Regions from separate parts of the Salvelinus alpinus genome. Here region 1 is linked to region 2. A link is a contact called in public Hi-C data. All regions are on one chromosome and are shown on one strand. The core of a region is the stretch at or near the end of the contact, and the rest is flanking DNA. Distances in the headings are between cores, read along the strand shown.

What was found. A called contact is a pair of places that touch in the nucleus more often than the background predicts.
Region 1: a Hi-C map of red muscle shows a contact between it and region 2, with 14 times the contacts expected there. The contact joins the promoter of LOC139546647 here to the promoter of pofut2 in region 2. A contact is called at or near these places in 2 of 3 Hi-C or Micro-C datasets (muscle and red muscle).

The regions. Positions count from the first base shown.
Region 1 is chr20:30,608,682-30,611,870 of SLU_Salpinus.1, forward strand. LOC139546647 (trans-1,2-dihydrobenzene-1,2-diol dehydrogenase-like) reads left to right here and starts at 1,323. Exons shown (of 7, transcript XM_071355266.1): 1 at 1,323-1,491; 2 at 2,051-2,162; 3 at 2,392-2,555. The coding sequence starts at 1,402. LOC139546645 (unconventional myosin-Ib-like) reads left to right here. Exons shown (of 29, transcript XM_071355265.1): 29 at 1-337.
Region 2 is chr20:30,458,483-30,461,605 of SLU_Salpinus.1, forward strand. pofut2 (protein O-fucosyltransferase 2) reads right to left here and starts at 1,543. Exons shown (of 9, transcript XM_071355260.1): 1 at 1,317-1,543. The coding sequence starts at 1,507.

The DNA of each region.
Region 1 (3,189 bases), core at 73-2,572, 150 kb after region 2:
AAAATAAATAACTTTTTTACATGTTTTTGTAATTCCACAGGTGGACTTGAGGAATGATTGTTGTTTTTTCCTTCCACGGGGGAAGATGTTGAACTGAGTCAATGCATGTTTGTGCTTCTCAGTTCTGTACAGTTTGAGATTTCAATGCAGTTTGCTATAACCACCTCTCTGTGTTTGTATTTGAAGTAAAATACGAAAATAAACTCAATGATGTATGCATTCTTGTTTTGTGCCTAATGTAACCTGCGCTACGAGATGGAGAACGTGGAAGTGTTTCAGTCCTCAATGTAACAAATTTACAAGTAATGCTTTTCAAATTAAAAAAGCAATAAATTGACTACTTTGTGATTTTGTTGGTTTTGAATGCATATGCGCATCAGTTCAGTTTATGATCTCTCAAGACAGATGTTTCCCAGTCAGCATTACCAGTCATGGACCGTTAACCATTGGAGGGGGGAAACGCAAACAAACAACATGTTAACTATCTTATATCCATCAAACTCAAGTAATACACTCTTTCTGAACTTTCGAGCTTATTCTAAACTCCTGTTATGCGTGTATTTTCACATATGTCCATCCACAATAGGCTATAGTACTTAAAGTGAACACTGTAAACTCCACCACTTCATCCATTAGATCAAACTGAGATTACATGTATCACTAGTGTAAAAGGTGAGCAGCTCTCCTGGTACACTGATAGCAAGGGGTGGGTGGACTAGACCAGGCAGCTACCCAAATGTTTTCCATCACATCTGGAGAGTTGTCCCTGGTTAAATTCTGCGGCTTGGGGAGACTGCCATCAGCAGTACCCTGGGAGCAGCCCTTGACAGATAATGCACAGATATAAATAGCCCACAATTATGGGCTGTCCTGGACCAAGTTCCCATCGTCTTGTAGTCTTCTACAGGCTGAGAAATGATGGTGTGGCCTATCCTTCTGTTGAGAAAACAACCAGCCCTCTGTGAGCAGGGCTAAGGGCAGACAGAACTGACAAAGCATCACATTGTGTCGACACATGTAGGCTACATGTGATCGACAGTGGATAAGAAATCAGCTCTCAATATAGAAATATAATCTATGAACACCATTGCAATAATTTGATTCATCCTCTTGTGTATAGAGTTTGAGTTTGGTGGTCTCTAAAATACATTTGGAACTAAATACCTGCATAATAGTATCACATCAGTGACGCTAATAAATAGACTTATGGGGCCCTCGGGGGTTGTCTGGGTTTCAGAGTTAAGCCTCTGGCGCCACTTAGTGGAATTCCAGTCAAGCAACCAGCTGAGATCGGCTACTGGTATTCTGTCTCTCCCTACTGGTGGGAAATATATCCTTATCAAAAAAGTCTGCTAAATCTATCTGGGGTAGATAGAGAGACGTGCTAGTTCAGAAGTAATCATGGCAACACGGTGGGGAATCTGCAGTGCAGGGAAAATCAGCCACGACTTTACAGTTGCTCTGAGGACCCTACCTCACGACGACCACCAGGTAAACGTTATTTGTGATTGGGAATGAGGAGGAATCCTAAAACCCTTGCGCGATTAGGCTACTCGCTTATAAGCAAGGGTGAAGTGTATTTTTGAGAAGACATTTGGTATTATTGCAGAATAATTTAATGAATGTTTTACTCGTTAGTGACATCAGTAAGAAGAAAACATATTTTTTTGTAAATAACTCCCATGTTCTGTGGTTGCGTAATTGTCCATTGATTTCATGTTGTGTAAATCTTTACCGTAATTCTCCTAATACTGGGCTAATCAATGTTAAGTAAGGCACAATGTGTAATTTCAACTGCCTGACCCTGCCAAATTGAGGAATGTGGTTGAGAAAAAGCTAACATAAATGTTGATGGGATTCAAGTAAGAAATTAAAGGTTATTTAAAACGCTATTATCACTCTAAATACTATTACCATCTATGACCACTTTAGAAATAAGCGTTTTAAGTGTTATCCCCTAGGAATACATCTTGTTGTATATATTTTTTACAAAATAAATTATATTCAATTGACCTCTAATTGAAACAATGAAAATGGTTATCTTTTTCAGATTGTGGCTGTTGCTGCTCGGAATCTCCAGCATGCACAAGAGTTTGCCAAAAAGCACAACATCCCAAGAGTCTATGGGAGCTATGAGGAGCTAGCAAAAGACTCAGACATAGGTGGGTTCTATCATGAAATCCCTTACCCTGGTACAGATCTGGTTAAAAAAAATGACCTTGACTCATGCTTTTGACAAGAGATACTGTATAGCCAAGGTGTTTGACCATTTCAGGCCACAAATCATCTGTAACCTTGGGATAAAACCTGATAACCTATGTGGTATAGGCTTGTTGCTTTAAATTGACTGGAGCTGTAAACCCATGCTCGTACCCCTATCTTTCTTTGCAGATGTGGTGTATGTGGGAACCATCCACTCTCACCACCTGAGCACAGGTAAGCTCTTCTTGACCTCCCATAAGAACGTGCTCATAGAGAAACCTCTGGCCATGAATCTAAGAGAGGTACTGGAGCTCACCAACACAGCCAAGGAGAATGATGTCTTTCTGATGGAGGTACTGTACAGGGGGACACCTGACACTTTAAACATGTTCATACAAGTTTACTCTAAAGCTCCTTCTGATCATATACTTCCACATACAGTACATCAACACTGACATATTTATACTGCGGTGTGGTTTGTCCTGAATAATATATGTTAGGCTGACGTTCAGTACCAGTCAAAAGTTTGGACACACCTACTCATTCAAAGGGTTTTTCTTTATTTGTACTATTTTCTACGTTGTAGAATAATAGTGAAGACATCAACACTATGAAATAACACATATGGACTCATGTAGTAACCAAAAAAGTGTTAAACAAATGAAAATATATTTGAGATTCTTCAAAGTAGCCACCCTTTGCCTTGATGACAGCTTTGCATAGTCTTGGCATTCTCTCAACCAGTTTCACGAGATAGTCACCTGGAATGGATTTCAATTAACAGGTGTGCCTTGTTAAAAGTACATTTGTGGAATTTCTTTGGTATACAGAATATAGCCCTATTTGGTAAAAGACCAAGTCCATATTATGGCAAGAACAGCTTAAATAAGCAAAGAGAAACAACAGTCCATCATTACTTTAAGACATGAAGGTCAGTCAATATGGAAAATGTCAAGAACTTTGAAAGTTTCTTCAAGTGCAGTCGCA
Region 2 (3,123 bases), core at 293-2,792:
GCTGTACAGATACCCAGCCTAAAACCCCAAACAGCAAGCAATGCAGGTGTAGAAGCACGTATATGTATATTGTGGGCAGGTATGGCTGACACGATTTCTTGAAAAGACGGCACACCACGGTTTTGTCTTCTGATGCATGTTTCACGATTTCAACCATCTTAGATGGCATTGTAGCTGTCATAATATGGGCATGTTATGCTTTGCAATGTTAATGACAATGGATTAGTAATGTACTAGTGTCAAACGTGAGAAAAAGTTGTACTGTGTAAAAATGTAATTATGTTACCTCAAAGTTCACTGAAAATATAGAATAACCAAATATTTTAACACATATTTTAAGCTGGCATAATAGCAATGGTCATCACACTGGATTAATGACCTACTAAAAAAACAAGCTCACTTGTTGTGAAGATGTGTGTGTGTGTGTGTTTGTATGTCATGACTGTAAACACTTGGTTTAACAATTGACAATTACGCTACTGCAGCCTCACTCTATCCGTGATATCAAAGTCATTTTTGATCATGCGCAAAAATGAAATAAACGATGTGGTATAATTTTGATTATGGAAGATTGAATAAGTGTGCTTCAAACTATTTGCTTAGAATGATTTGTAGCTATCATCTATATGTACATGACAGTGCACCAGACTCAGTTTCCCCACCAGAAAACACGCGACACCGTAAAGTGTTGTATATTTGCGCACAATTTCACACGAAAACTGAAGAGCGGATGGCTTTGCGAGTGTCTGCTCACTTGACCGCAGTGAGCTATACCTCCCAGATACCCAGGTGATGTTCACTCATCGGCGGTCAACTGTAGCCTACATTTGAACATTTTGTGTTAGTGTTGTGCCTGCCATACAGGTTTGATATGTTTTATTTGTATTTAACCTTTAACTAGGCAAGACAGTTTAAAACAAATTATTATTTACAATGACAGCCTACCAAAAGGCCTCCTGCGGGGACGGAGGCTGGGATTAAAAATAAAAATATACGACAAAACACACATCACGGCAAGAGAGACACCACAACACTACATAAAGAGAGACCTGAGACAACAGTATGGCAGCAACACAACATGGCAGCAGTACAAAACATGGAACAAACAGCAAAGAAATATAACCAGGCAGATTTGATTTATTCTCAGTTTATAGAATGATTTCTGATTACATTATGTATCCCACGTCTTGAGCACATTTTTTTAAACTAAAATGACTGCTCTAGAAGCAAATAACATATTCTATGCGCCCCTAATACAATATTGAAATACAAGCTAAAGCAAAGGTAGGCCATTGTGTTTAGCCTGCACCCCCTACCGCAGATCCCGTGCTGCTGCAACGGCCGGTGAAAAAACGGTATTTCCTGCTCGGAATGTATCTTCAGTTTGACCTTCGACGACTACAGCGCTCAACGCGAGAAAAGACAAACACAATTTGATTAAAGAGTGCACAGAAAAAAGCCACAACACCGGCGAATTGAAACCTCTGCTAAATCTGTGGTCCGCCATTTTTTATTTAAGCAACGCACTTCCGGGAGGGTGAAGCGTCTGTGGTTACATAGCAACTGCATTGATTTGTGTAACAATTTGTTAACAGTGGGTGTGTAAGTAAATCTGCGCTCTGGTTGTTCGTATCAGTTATTCTGCGCTTTGACACACTCAGACAAGAGTGCTCTGAAATCGTAGTAAATAGCCAGAGCGAATTTACGAACGCACCCAGTATCTGAATGCGTTACAGGATCTGTTCGTAAATTCACTCTGGATGACGCTCAAAGCGTTGTCAAATTGTCGAAAATTCAGAGCGTTGTCAGATTGTCCGTTCGTAAATTCAGAGCCTTTCGTTATCGGAGCGTTCAGAGCGCACACTGGACGCTCTGGCGGTGGAGTATGGTTGATCCGAGCGTTCTGACCTCACAACAGCTGTCAAGCGCCGAAGCTTGCTAGCTACTTCCAGACACAAATAATAGAACACCTCACTGACTAGTTTACTCGCCCTAGCAGAGCTGTTTTCATGTTATCCAGGGCGTTGGTGACTATAACTGCTGCTCTCAACAATGGATTTACGCTTTACTGACACGGGCCATATTCAATGGGTGTTGAGTGTTAGTAAATTAATTCGTCAGTTCGTCAGAGTGAATTTACGAACGGACCCATAAGTATCACTACAGATCGAAGAATGATCCTGATGTATACATCTGAAGCATCCGGTAGGCGTTTCCACTCACCACCAAATATGGTGATGAGAGGAAGCCCAGTGACCGGCAGTGGGAAAAGACGGAGCGAGATGGATTTTGGCCGACATTCTGCAAATTTTTTCATCAACGAAACATTTGATCTCAATACAGTTTTATATTCCAGAAACTGCAGTCTTTTACGAACAGAGTGATCAACGTTTTGTAGACTTTAACCTTTGCCAAAGTTTTTTAAAATTGCGTTGTTTAAAAGGAGTGCAAGGCCCGATTGAGTTATTGCACACGCGCACTTCACAGAGTAGGCATTCCCTAACGGGAATATGCAAAAATATGCTAGAACAGGCCAATAGGATCTCGCTCGCTCTTGCTTGGCTCTGCCCGCCTCCTTGCTTGTCCTACCCACTGTGATTCATTTGCTGCCGTTGGAAACGACAAGCAGTGGTCTATCTTGGGTTAGTTATACAAATCTTTGGTATCACATGCCAATGTATGCGTGTGAGAAGGGGGTAGATTTTTAGGCTGCTCAATTATATTCTTCCTAATTTTCTTTCTATAAGTTTACATTATGTGCACAGACAGTAAGATTGGAATACAGTTTAAAAAGTCCCATTCCAGAAACATTCCATATCACTCAATTGATATTTTGGTATAATATGGCATATAATGAATATAATATAATAGAAAGATAGTAGAATATAAAAGCATTATATCCTATAAATGTTACTTTCAGCTAGACTTGATATTTTGATAGAATATAATAGATCCTACACATCAGTCACTGGCTTTATCAATAAGTGCATCGAGGACATTGTCCCCACAGTGACTGTACGTACATACCCCAACCAGAGAAGCCATGGATTGCAGGCAACATTTGCACTGAGCTAAAGGGTACCACTGCCACTTTCAAGGTGTGGGACTCTAACCCGGAGGCTT